Linked DNA regions of Gossypium hirsutum: region 2 is linked to region 1. A link is a contact called in public Hi-C data. All regions are on one chromosome and are shown on one strand. The core of a region is the stretch at or near the end of the contact, and the rest is flanking DNA. Distances in the headings are between cores, read along the strand shown.

Region 1 (6,613 bases), core at 45-2,544:
TAATGATTCATGATTTAATTATTCGATACTCATGCCATGCTTCTATGTATACATTTGATTTGCATGCTTATATTTATAAATTGCTTGAAGTATGGTAGATTTGTAGTGTACCACTGAGCCTATAAAGCTCAGCCTTCGAATTGTCATCATGTTCAAATTTGTAGACTTTTTTCGTGTCCAAGGAACATCATCGACGAGAGACTTCTAGCATCACGTATTAAGAGTACAGTACCTTATCTATTAGTTGGCATTGTATTCCTAAGGCCTTACTTGTATTTTTTTTGTAGGTCTATAACTCATTTATCATTTTTGTTATTTTGACTATTTTGATATACGATGATATTGGAGCTCCACATATTTTGTATAACTACTTTTATTATTATTTTCAGTATAATTATGTATGGTATTTTCTCTTATATAAAATGTATTTCAATGTTTTAAATTATTTGAAAATTTTGTTGGGTTGCTCCGGTGACCTGATGTAGTGCCTTAGTATGCGAGTACTCCGTATTCTGGACTAGGGTGTTACATTAATCCAACAAAAGCCTTCCCAAGTGTGGTATTAACTTGGATTCAATTTCCCAGGTTCCAAGATTTTTATATAAACGGAGAGTTCAGGATGAAATAGGGAGTTTTGTGGGCAAAGTGACAAGACTAGATTTGAAAACAAATAGCAGAACCAGAGGGAGATTCGCAAGGATGGTTGTTTATGTTGATCTAGATAGGCCTCTCATTTCGCAAGTGATGCTTAACGGAAAATTATAAATGGTGGAATTGGAAGCCTTACTGACTATTTGTTTCGCCTACGGTCAACATGGCCATGTTAAAGGTTTGTGTCCTTCAACACGGGTTGAATTGAAAGAATCCAATAACACGATTGATGAAACCATACACTGGATGAAGAAAGGCGACGAGGTGATGATGGAGGAGGCCTATGGCCCTTTGATGATTGTTGAGAAGAAGTCAAGGAGCAATCAACAGGATACTAATGGAAAGAAATTATAAATGAAGGCTAAAAATCAGGCCAGATCTAGATTTTATCCGTTGATTCAGGAAGATAATGAGATGAATTTGGAAGAATTTTTAAATAAAGCGAATTCTTGAAATCATTAAAGAATAAGGGAATTGGGTCAGTGAAGGGGGTTGAGGGTGAGAGGCCTGTTGTCGTTAACGTAGGGGATTTGGTTCATTTAATTGGGCCACAACATTTAAATAGTGGTATGGGCTTAGGAGAACAAGGGGCTGACGTGGGTCATAATGGGCTCGTGCATGAGCAGGTTGCTGGACAGAAGTCTTTAGGCCATAGGTCAGCTACTCCTTTAGTGTTTGAAGGAGAAAATTCTAATGATTTGGAGCATGTGCTTAAGCCCAATCAACGAGAATTTGTCTAAGCCGAGGCTTGGAGAGATTATTTCTATTTCAATATCAAATTTTGAATTCGCAAAAATGCAATCTGGCATTTCAAGGGATATTGGGGAATATTCTGTGCATAATAATCTTATTTTTAATAGTTTCAAGGAAACAGTGGTTAGTTTGGATATGAATTTTTTGGATCCAAATCGTCGTTCAGCTGTACTCATCAAAGAAAATAATGAATTGAATCACCCTAAAAGTAACAAAAAAATAGTTTGATTGGCACTAACAAATCTATTTTTGTTTCCAAAGGGCACGGTTCTAAAAAAAAGTGGGAGTAGCCATGGTGGAACATCCCTTAACCGTATGATTCGAGAAAGAGGAGGTCATTTCAAGAGTGCTAGAAATTCTCGTATTCCTTTTCCATAAGCAATAAACTCGATGGCAAATTTAATTAATTCGCAAGTTGTTCATGGAGCTGACATTGATGTATGAATCTCTATGGACAGAGTGGTGGCGTTGGGCCCACATCCATTTAAAAATGATGGTATCTTTACTTTATTTTTCTTTTAATTTTGTGTCTATGAATTTCACTATTTTTTGCTAAAATTGTCAAGGTTGTGCTAGCTTGAAGTTCCCTCAGTATTTTTCGAGAGTATAACAGGGAGCATAAACCAGATTTGATCAACCTTTTGGAAACAAGGGTTAGTGGTGCTAAAGCTGACTTATTATAGCTAAAATTGGTTTTCAAAATTCTTATCATGTGGAGGTAGTAGGATTCTCTGGTTTCAGTTCATAATCTAGAGAATCAATCTCAACTTATTTGTCTTAGAGTTTCTGGGAATTCTTTTAGACAACTAGTTTTGGTTACCTTTGTGTATAGGAGTCCGGATAGTCGAAAAAAGAGACAGTTAGGGGAGGATCATAATAATTATGTACCAATGGATGGCTCTCCATGATTGGCTATCGGGGATTTTAACGCCATCCTTTCTTCTTGTGAAAAGAAAAGAGGTCGGGTTATTGGGAAAAAATGCACTCTCTTTAGTGAATTCATGGATTTCATTGCCCTTCAGGATTCGATTTTTAGTGGTCTGAATTTCACTTGGAGTAGAGGAGCGATCTTTGAAAGGTTGGACAGAGTAATTTGTAATGACGCTTGGAGTATCCAGTTTCCTTTTTCTAGAGTATTTCATCTACCGAAGCTCAAATCGGATCACAGGCCACTTAAATTATCTCTCATGCCTTCCATTCAGGCTAATATTGGGAGACCCTTTCGTTTCTTAGCAGGTTGGGTTGAACATCCGACTTTCTTAGGTTTTGTCAAAGAAAATTAGAGTTTTTCAAAAAATATGTCGAGCACACATTCTTCTTTCATTGGTCAAGTCAAACTTTGGAATAAGGAAGTATATGATCACATCATTCATCATAAGCATAAGTTGATTCGGAAACTTGAAAATATCCAAAAGGTGATTGATCATGGGAGTTTGATTTATTTGAATCAAGTTAAATTAGAGACCCGAGAAGAATTAGAATCAATGTTACATCATGAGGAACTATTATGGCACCAAAAAGCAAGGTGCGATTGGCTAATTTTTGGATATTGGAATATGAAATTCTTCCACAAAATGACTTTATAGAGAAGAAAATGCAACTGTATTGATGTCTTAAAAAATCAAGCATGGGATTGGATTATGGATGAGGAAGAATTGAAACAAGAAGCAGTTAATTTTTATAAAAAACTTTATTGTCAACATCCGGGGCAGATGGGCCATCTTAATACTAGTTCTTTCCCTCCTCCTGAGCAAGGAGAGCTTCAATTCCTTAGTAAATCAGTTTCTGATGAAGAAAATAAGAAGACCTTCTATGACATGACACCCTTAAAGGCTTCGAATAGTGATGGTTTCCATGCCATTTTTCATCAAAGTCAGTGGAAGCATGTTGATCCTTTGATTTGTGAGTGGGTTAAGCAAGTTTTCGCTAAAGATAACATTGACCCGGATCTCAATAATTCCCTTATTATTCTTTTGCCTAAGGTTCAAAATCCGGAGAGTTTCTCATAGTTTCTCCCCATCAGTCTATGCTCTCTTTTATACAAATTAATAATGAAGGCCATTACCAATAAATTTAAAGTGGTGTTCCCAAATATTATCGATCTGAAGCAAGCTGGATTTGTAGTAGGGAGGAATATTAGCGACAACATCATTATAGCTCAAGAGGTTATACATTCCATGAGAAGAAAAAGAACAAATGGTGGATGGCCATTAAAATCGACCTCAAAAAAGCAATATGACTGTGTCCATCGGGATTCCATTGACGCTTCTCTTCAAGTTGTAAGCATTCCCAACTTTCTTCGTAATGTCATTATGTCAACTATTTCTAATTCCACTATGCAAGCGCTTTGGAATAGAGTGTCTACTCAGAAATGAAAATCGATAAGAAGAGTTTGTTAAGGATGCCCACTCTCGCCTTACCTTCCTATTTTATGTATGGAGTGGCTAGGACATGGTATTCGTGTAGCAATAGAAGCTGATCAATGGTCTCCCATACGATTATCTAGAACAAGTACACCTCTTTCCCATCTTTTTTTCTTTGCTAATGATTTGATCCTTTTTAGACATGCGGAGGAAAATCAGACATGAGTTATCAAAGAAGTTTTAAATAAGTTTTGTGCGTATTCTGGACATAGCGTTAATTTGTAAAAATTGAACATGTTTTTCTCTAAGGGAGTGACAGAAGATATTCAAGCAGGATTTTGGGGTTTCAGGTGGTGCAAAATCTTATTTCTTATCTAGGAGTTTCTCTCTTCCGTGATAAGTTTACAAATAATACTCTACGGTTTATAGTCAACAAGGTGCGAAGTAAACTTTGTAGCTGGGATGCTGAACAACTTTCTCTAGATGGACGAATAACATTGGCTCAGTGAGTTTTGCTTTCGATCCCAAGTTACTTCATGTAGTTGATTATGATTCCTAAAGGCTTGTGTGATGAAATTGAAGTTATGGTTAGGAAATTTATTTGGGGGTCCTCCAATAGAAGCAAAAAGATTGCTTTGGTGAGTTGGGATACGATTTGCCAACCTAAATCCCACAATGGGCTTGGTATAAGCTCATTAAGATATCATAATATGTCATTCATGATGAAGTTAGGGTTTAACTTGATGACTAATTCTTCTACTCTGCGGTTTAATGTGCTTCGTTCTAAATACGGCATTCAAAGCGGTCTGCTAGAGACCTTGTCGAGGAGTCAGAGTTCCTTTTTGTGGAGATCGCTTTTAAAGGTATGGCCTCTTATTCGAGAGAACCTACTTTGGTTTGTTGGATATGGCAAAATTATTAGTTGTTGGAGAGATCCTTGGGTTCCGAACGTTTGGCCTTTGTGTAAAAAGATTGTTCCCAATACTAATCTAGATATGGATTGTACACGTAGCAACATGGTTACGGAAAATGCGGATTGGAATCTAGATTTCTTTCATCTTTGGCTTTCTGAGTAGATCGTTCAGCAAATTATGGGTGATCCACCTCCTCAAGCTAATTCTAGTATGGATAGAATCATTTGAGGGGTACCATGTCTGGTGCTTTTTCAATTAAGAATGTGTATGGGTGTAAACGGAAAAATATATAGGATTTTTCCTATGTAATTTATCACCTTTTTACTTAAATCCGTTGTTAAAACTAAGTAATTGTTTAATAAATTAATGAAATATGTGAAAATATGAAATTAGGACATATAAATTATTAAAATGTGATTTTATGTTTTATTATATAGTTTTCATGCAATAAATGGCTTATTTTATATTAATTTAAATATATTATATTTTTAAGACATAAAGTGAGACATGCATTATTAAATTAAATAATAAAATATAAAATTATATTTAATAATTCATTTTAAAATATTTCATTAATAATTTGGGTTTTAATTAATTAATTAAATTGGATAAAATTAATTCTTTGGTCCTCTAACTTGTTGATTTATTTTGGACAAGTTTAATAGCTTTGCTGGATTACAAAACCGTCCAAATTGGAGACCAAGTCAACCTAAAATTCGGTTGCACATGGCTGTCCATAAACTACTTTTTGGTTTAATTGCACAAGGTCCTTGAAGATTTGAAGAAATTAGAGATTTACCTGAATATTTGTACTTGACCGAGTCTTAGTCCTGAGTTGTTGTGGCACTCAAATTGACTAAAAATCAAGGAAAAATCAACTCAAATTACTAAAATTATGGTCGGCCACCCATGGAAGATGCTTCAAAAGATGGAAACTCCTATTTTTAGTAAACTATCTCTCCCTCCTCACCTATAAATAAGACCCTCTCATTCCTTCATTCATCATCCCTCAAGCATCCATCAAGCATCATTCTCTCTTTTTCACTTAGCCTTTTCCATTCCCAAACCTAGCATTATCTCTTCATAGAGATTTTAGCAATTAAGCCTCTTAAAGAACCCTTGGTCGGCCACCTTGGAGAACCATCAGCAAAGGAGCAAAGCAAACAAATGAAGGAGTCTCGTTAGTCAGAGTCTTGGGCGACAGCCACTCTGAATTGGGTTTAATCTTTCTTTTCTTTAACTTAATATAAAGATGTTTGCTATGTGTTCTTTGTTCTTGTTTAAAAAAATTTTAGCTTAATTTTATTTAAGCTAGGATGATTGCTTTGATTAAATATTATTTATTTGATTCATGCTTATAATGTTTGTGCCTCAATCGATCATGTTTTCAATTAAAATCAAGTCTGTATTTCGTTCACACGTGATTTAAATGCACCTGAATTAGCTGAGCGATCCTAAACAGACGACGGCTAATGGACGCATAATTTAAATGTGCATGCTCAGTTTAGATCCTAACACGATTAAATTGTAGGTTGCATAACAACTCTAACCAAGCTCTGTTATCTACATAGTTTTTAGATTTGTGTGATTAAAGTGTTTCAAACCTTTCACGTCCCTGTTACCTCACATGAATGCTTAGAAACTCTTAGTAAATAAGGATCAGTAAAATGCGTATTTACTAAGTAAAGGATTCCGAAAGGACCTAATGTGGTCTCCAAACTCATGAAAGATCGAGTTGCCATGGAATGTTTTTCCGAATGTTATTAAACATGTTGATAATAAATTGAGTTTAATTAAAGTAATTGTCCTAGTTTATTTATGTTATAATTGTTGCAAATTGTGTTTAATTTTACTAAAATTCATTTCAATCATATAGTTTTCATGCTTAGGATAATTGGCATTAGGGATCATTGCATTTAGTTTAATATATTT
Region 2 (7,036 bases), core at 154-2,653, 33 kb after region 1:
CCAGCCAAAAAAAAACAAAAAGGTCTCCTTGTGGAAGGCTGAACTGCAGGCATAAGAGTTAATTTAAGAGGTCTATGATTCGATTTAAGCTTTTGTAACTGCATGACTCTTGATGAAGGCAACTTAATGCTCCAAGCATCATTACAAATCGCTCTATCCAGTCTCTCAAAAACTCCCCCTCTAATCCAAGTAAAGTTTCGACTACTGAACCCCAAATCTTAAAGCCCCACGGAATCCATGAAATCACTAAAGAGAGCACATCTTTTCCCAATGACCCGACCTCCTCTTTTTTCACAAGAAGAAAGAATAGCGTTGAAATCTCCAAACGCTAACCATGGAGTCCCATCCACCGGCACAATACACTTAAGAGCTTCCCATAACTGCTTCCACTTTTGACCATTAGGACTACCATACACAAAAGTGACCAAAATCAATTGCCTATAAGAATTTCCAGAAATTCTAAGTAAAATAAATTGGGAATAATTACTCAAAATATCCACAGAAATTGTATCTTTCCACCCTATTCAAATTCCACCAGAGAAACCCACAGCCTCCACACGATGCGAAAATTCAAAACCGAGCTTAGTAATAATAGAATCAGCTTTGACACCACTTACCCTTGTTTCTAAAAGGCCAATCAAATCAGGTTTATTCTCTCTATTATACTCCAAAAAAACACAAGGAAATTTCAAACTAGCACAACCTTGACAATTCCAGCAGAAAATAGTAAAATTCATACTTAAAATAAAATTTAAAAATAACAAAATTAAAAATACCACCATATTATACGAATGTGGAACCAAGGCCACCAATCTGCCCATCAGCATTGCCGCCAATCTCTTCTGCGCCAAGCCCAACTTGCGAATTGATGAGATTAGCCATAGAGCTTATAGCCTCTGTCAAAGGAATTCGAGAAATTCTAGCATTTTTTTAATCTACCTCCATTTTCCTTAAACGTACGATTAAGAGAAGCTCTACCACGACTATTACCAACTTTATTCTCAGTACCACGCCCTCTGGAAACAGAAAAAGATTTATTAGTATTAACCAAAATATTTTTCTTATTACCTTTGAATGATTTTGATACATTATTTTCATTAATAATAACAGCTAAATGAAGATTTGGGTCTAAAAGATTAGCATCTAAGTTGACCACAGTTTCACTAGGGCCTTTGAACATGTGATTATTAAGAACCAACTTAGTCCCCGCATTTTCTGAAGAACCCGACTGCATTTCCACTAATTCCTGTCCCAATATATCTTTAGGAGCAATCCCACCAAAACGTTGCTTATCCAAATTAATATTTTTTCCATTCAAAACCGTGATGTCAAGTCCAATAGGACTTAACCCTTCATACGCTAATGGACCAGCCTGCCTAGGCCTATCCTCTCCTGGCCCACCAAGCTTCTCATTCAACGGCCCGTTCATCCTTGCGTCATCTTCCTTTGATTGCGCCAAGCCTGCAGATGGAATGAGAGAAATAAAATTAGAAAAGGATAATTTATTTCTCAAGTCCTTATCATTTTGGAAAAACCCATCCGACCCCACAGGTTTTTTTCCCAACGATTTAAGACTAACAGCATCCTTATCCTGGCCTTTCTCAATAACCCCTGGCTTGCTGTTACTTAGACCCATAGTAGGCCCAACAGAAGACCTAAAACCCTCCTCAATTCCACGGTCCACACCAATAGCATAGCCCAAATCCCTTTTAGAACTAACCTTAGCTTTATTACCCCTCACCACCACAACCTCACTACCAGCTTCCTTCTCCCCCAAAAAACCCCCATTAAACCCTCCTAAATCACCGCCTAAAACATCTTCCACAATCAATGGTGAAAATCTAGACCCCAAAGTATTCTTCCCTAATTTCGCTACCCCATTAACCCGAGAATCCCTTTGGCCACCCTTGATCTCCTCTCGACCAACATCCACGGCCCGTAATCAACTCTCTTTCCTTTACCACCTCCACCGACATTATCTCCGGAGGATGCCACTGCCGCATCCACAGAGCTCCCTGAAGCCAGATTCGCCACCACCAACGGGCACAACTCCTTAACGTGACCATATTTTCCACGACAGAAGCATACCGTCGGGAGTGCCTCATACTTAACCCGTTGAACGGCACCATCAACCAAAACCTGAGAGACCAATGGTTTATCCAGATTGATGATCACTGCCAAGCGAGCAAACCGTCCTCTGGTTCTGTTGTCAGTTTGTAAATCTAATTTGACAATTTTCTCAATTGGTCCTCCAATAGCCTCAATGATTTTTCATTTGTACAGGTAGCCCGGAAGACCTAGCAATCGAATCGAAGCCATCACCACACTAGGGTAAGGCTGTGTTAGATTAAACGTTTTCGTCCATGGTTGCACAGTAAGGTATTGCCCAAATATGATCCATGGACCCTGGGTTAAGACTTTGTTATAATCTTCAGTATCCTGAAACTTAACCAAAAAATATCCATTAGATGAAAAGATTTTGCAGGTTTCCAGAGAATAAGGATATGATTGTGCAGCACGTTATAGCCAATGTTACGCCCTAACAGCTTGAGAATGACCGTCAATTCCATCTCTTTGAACAGGATGTCCTTAATGCGATCCGAGAAGGCGATTGACGGTATCCATCAGCCATGGACATATTCACATCCCCTTCCAATAATTCAAAATCACTCTCATTTTTTTCCGAAAATCCCTTCAAGATCCCCGTCAGAAGAGGCAACACCTCCCCCTAAAAGCTTGTCTTTAAAAGACATAATCGGCTGTTGATCAGAATCAACAACCATATTAGTGGCTTCCCCATCAACAGCTTCCTAGAATCTTACTTTTTTGGTATTCCGATCACCATCAGCGCGAGGATCTCTATCAGTATAGTTGCCGGAATTTTGCGTCTCCATTTCTTTCCAATGTTAACCGACCAACCTTTAACGGAAAAAACATTCTCGGTAAATCAAAATTATTTTAATGAAATGTAATATATATATATAGCATATGGTAAAGTATATGATAATATTAACAAGTTTCCAAAAATTAAGAAAAAGAATGCCTTAAAAGTTATAAAATATGGGCAAATTACCAAAAAAAAACCTTATTTTTTTAAAATTTATCGAAATGGGCCCGGTATTTTATTATTTACCGGAATGGGCCATTTTTCCAGAAATTGCGTCCACGTCAGCGCGATGTCAGGGGACGTGTCAGAACATCGCGTCCACGTTAACGCGCTTTGCTTACGTGGACACAAATTGCCCCTACGAGGACGTGATTTGCTGACGTGGATGAATAGTTTATGTTTTTTAGCTTGGAAAACTTTAAAAGGCCATAACTTTTTGCTTGGTTGTCCGATTGAGACGATTTTTTTTATTTCGAATAAATTTTCGAAATCTACGCGCTGACAAATAGCCGAAGGCGATTTGCCGTAGTTTTCGTCGAAAAAGATCCTTTTTTGCGACTAAATTTAATTTTTTCAATTTAAATTTGAATTTTGAAACATTCAAATCATTATTTTCTTTATTTATTTGAAGTAAACACCGAATTTTTTTACAGAATTGTTGTATTATTTTTTCTGATTTGACACGTGTATGGAATAGGTCCGATAAATCGTTAGAACGTAAGTAATATAATTAAGATAATAATAGTATTTCTATAATATGTCAATTAATTAGTTTAGCTTAGTTAGTTAAGATACTTGCTCTTTTCCCTTAGTACCTTGGTTCAAATCTTGTTGGTAACAATTTTGAATCTTTTTGGTACTTGTTGCTATTGATGTAATATTGAAGAGTTAATTGATTAAAAAAATAAATACAAGTACAAAAAGATTCAAATTTTATATTTTCAAAAAACCGAAAAAGCCCTACATTTTTAAAATTTATCGAAATGGGCTCAGTATTTTATTTTTTTGACCGTTGGTACTGTTCACGCGAGGGCCGAAATCGCGTCCACATCAGCGCGAGATGCTGACGTGGAAGGAAATCGCATCCTTGAGAGCGCGATTTCCTTCCACGTCAGCATCTCGCGCTGACGTGGACGCGATTTCCTGACGCGTACCCTGACATCGCACTGACGTGGACTCGATTTCCCTGAAAAAGGACCATTCCGGTAAATAATTAAAAAATGGGTCCATTTCGGTAATTTTTGAAAAAAGGACTTTTATTGGTAAATTGTCCATAAAATATTTGTAGTTTTATTGTAACATTAATTTTGGTAATAATTACGAATACATTAGGTAAAAGAATATTATAAAGTTCTAAAAATTTATTTATTCAATTACCATTATGCTTTTGAATCTTAGTTAAACATTGAGGCAAAATATATTTTTAATTAATTTTTTAAATTTAAATGTCAACTAATTAGCTGAATTAATGCTAAAAATGAAAGATACATATTTTTTACCATCTATTTTTAATTAATATAAAGAAATTTTATAGATCTAAAATATTATTTTTAATATGAGTTTTGTAAGAGTTCAATCATTGACTTTGTTAAAATATCAACACCTATAAAATCATTTAAATGGATTAATAACAAAAAAAAATTGACTTTTCACACTAAAAAATTTATTAAACCAAACTTTAGTTCACAAATTATTTTGATATAAAAAATATGATGTTTTTTAATAAAAATTTATTTCAAACGATATTTTGAAAGAAAAATTGTTGAACTTATATTTAAAAAATCTTTTAAGGTCAAATTAGTTAAACAAACTTTTAAATATTTTTCAAACAATTAAAAATGCTCTAGGCAAAAAATATCGATTTGGATCAATACTTTTTGTCAAGTATCGATAAATTTAGTTGAGTATCGATAGATTCACAGTTTTATCGATACCTTTTTCGATATCAATACCTTTTTCAGTATTGATACAAAAATGACATTTTGTCTTTCAAAGTATTTATCAAGTATCAATACACTACCGATATCTTTTTCTTGGTATTGATAATTTTTTTTCAAGTATCGATAGTGGTACACTTTTATCAATACCTTTTTCAGTATCGATACAAAATTGGCTTTTTGGCTTTCAAAGTATTTATCAAGTATCGATAAAATTCTCTTGGTACCAATACTGATGTCTCTAACAGTCACTAAATTGGGAATTAAATGCTAATAGTATCAATACTTGTAGAAACAATATCGATATCTATTATTGCTGGTGACATAAATGCATTGGTATTTTCATCCCCAACGGCTCTATTCAATGTCCCAACAACACAATGGTTGGAAATCAATTTGGGAGTATAAATACAAGTTTCCAAAGGCTCTACAATAGACCTGTCCATGGGTCGGGCGGCCCGGCCCGACGACCCGCCCGAAATATGGGAGGGTTCGGGTAAAAATATAGGCCCGAAATATGGGCTTGGGCAAAAAACGAGGCCCGTTTAAAAAACGGCCCGGGCCTCGGGCACCACTTTTTTGGCCCGGGCCCGGCCCGGCCCGAATATAATAAATATATTTTTTTTTATTTTTTAATTTTTAATTTTTAATTTTTAATTTTTAATTTTAAAATACTTTTAAAATAATTTTTTTAATTTTTTTTATTTTTAAAATAATTTTTTAATGTTTATTACAAAATGGGCCGGGCCGGGCCGGGCTTGGGCTTATGATATTTTTCTCGGGTCGGGCCTGGGAAAAATTTCAGGCCCATATTTCGGGCCGGGCCGGGCTCGGGCCTAGGAGGCGGGCCGAAAAATTTTTTCGGGCCTGACCCGAACCCAGCCCGGCCCATGGACAAGTCTACTCTAAAACAACAAGAGAGATTAGCGTAGCTCAAATTTCAATCAAACCACCTTTATGCTTAAATTTTCATACTTTTCTTGTACACACTTGTGAGTTTTCATTGTTATTCATTCAGCTCAAATGTTTTCTTATTTCATTTGTGCTCAATTGGAAAACAATTTAGTCTTGTAAGGATTAATTCTTAATTTTCTTATTTGTTTCACTTTTTGAGAGGGTTATATCTTAAGGTTTGGGTAGAAACCTTAAAGTAGTTGTAAGGTTAAACATTGTCCTCAAAGGTTAATCAAATGACACCATGTTTGGTTGAGGGGAATGTTATTCGTTGAATGGTAAACCATTCTTTTGTTTGGTTGAATGTAATATTCATTCAATGGAATTATCATTACTTCCTTATTACATGTCTTCCCCTAATAGTTTTTCTTTGGTATCACCAAAGAATGGTTATTCCATACAACCTTAAATAACAAAACAAAATTAATTTCCAGTTAGTCCTTTAAAACTTGGACTCAAAAAATATAAAAACAAAATATTTTAAATATTTTAATATAATTTAGTACAAAACTAAAAAATATTTTAATATAATTTAAAATAAAATATTTTAATATATTTAATATAAAAATAATTATATTAAAATGTTATTAAATTATTTATTTTTATTTTTATTAAATTATAAAAATATTTGAAACATTTTAATATAATTTAATATAAAACTAAAAAATATTTTAACATAATTTAAAATAAAATATTTTAATATATTTAATATAAAAATAATTATATTAATTTTTTATTAAATTATATATTTTTATTTTATTAAATTATAAAAATATTTGAAATATTTTAATATAATTTAATATAAACTAAAAAATATTTTGACATAATTTAAAATAAAATATTTTAATATATTTAATATAAAAATAATTATATTAAATTTTTTATTAAATTATATATTTTTATTTTATTAAATTATAAAAATATTTGAAATATTTTAATATAAAAATAATTATATTAAAAATGTCATTAAATTATATTTTTATTTTTTTATATTTAATGATAATCATATTAAAATTTAATAACAATAACAATAATCTACCAAAAAAAATTTGCTAAAGAGACTTTGGTCATTTCAGTTTTTTTTCTTATGCTATTACAAAATCTATTTCATTCAATGAAACACAAGAATACTATTACAGTTCTATTCTTTTACAATTGAATTACTAATTAAAGATTTATTCTATTACAGCTCTTTTTCATTACAGCTCTATTTTTTTACAGCCTTATTTAATTCCAGTGAACCAAATGTGTCGTTAGT

Evidence for each region. Hi-C and Micro-C count contacts between places; a contact is called where the count stands out from the background.
Region 2: a Hi-C map of leaf shows a contact between it and region 1, with 4 times the contacts expected there. The contact joins two enhancer-like sites. A contact is called at or near these places in 6 of 34 Hi-C or Micro-C datasets (fibers, hypocotyl, leaf and 1 more).

Annotation. Positions count from the first base shown.
Region 1 is chrD01:53,021,742-53,028,354 of Gossypium_hirsutum_v2.1, forward strand. No RefSeq gene overlaps it. Among protein-coding and RNA genes, the nearest start is that of LOC121214162, 4.2 kb to the right of the region's middle. Within about 2 kb of position 1,295, at least 6 of the 9 cell types and tissues checked have an H3K27ac peak or open chromatin away from gene starts, as enhancers often do. A contact at or near this core is called in hypocotyl and leaf, where this site is marked.
Region 2 is chrD01:53,055,003-53,062,038 of Gossypium_hirsutum_v2.1, forward strand. No RefSeq gene overlaps it. Among protein-coding and RNA genes, the nearest start is that of LOC107916615, 16 kb to the right of the region's middle. Within about 2 kb of position 1,404, at least 9 of the 9 cell types and tissues checked have an H3K27ac peak or open chromatin away from gene starts, as enhancers often do. A contact at or near this core is called in hypocotyl and leaf, where this site is marked.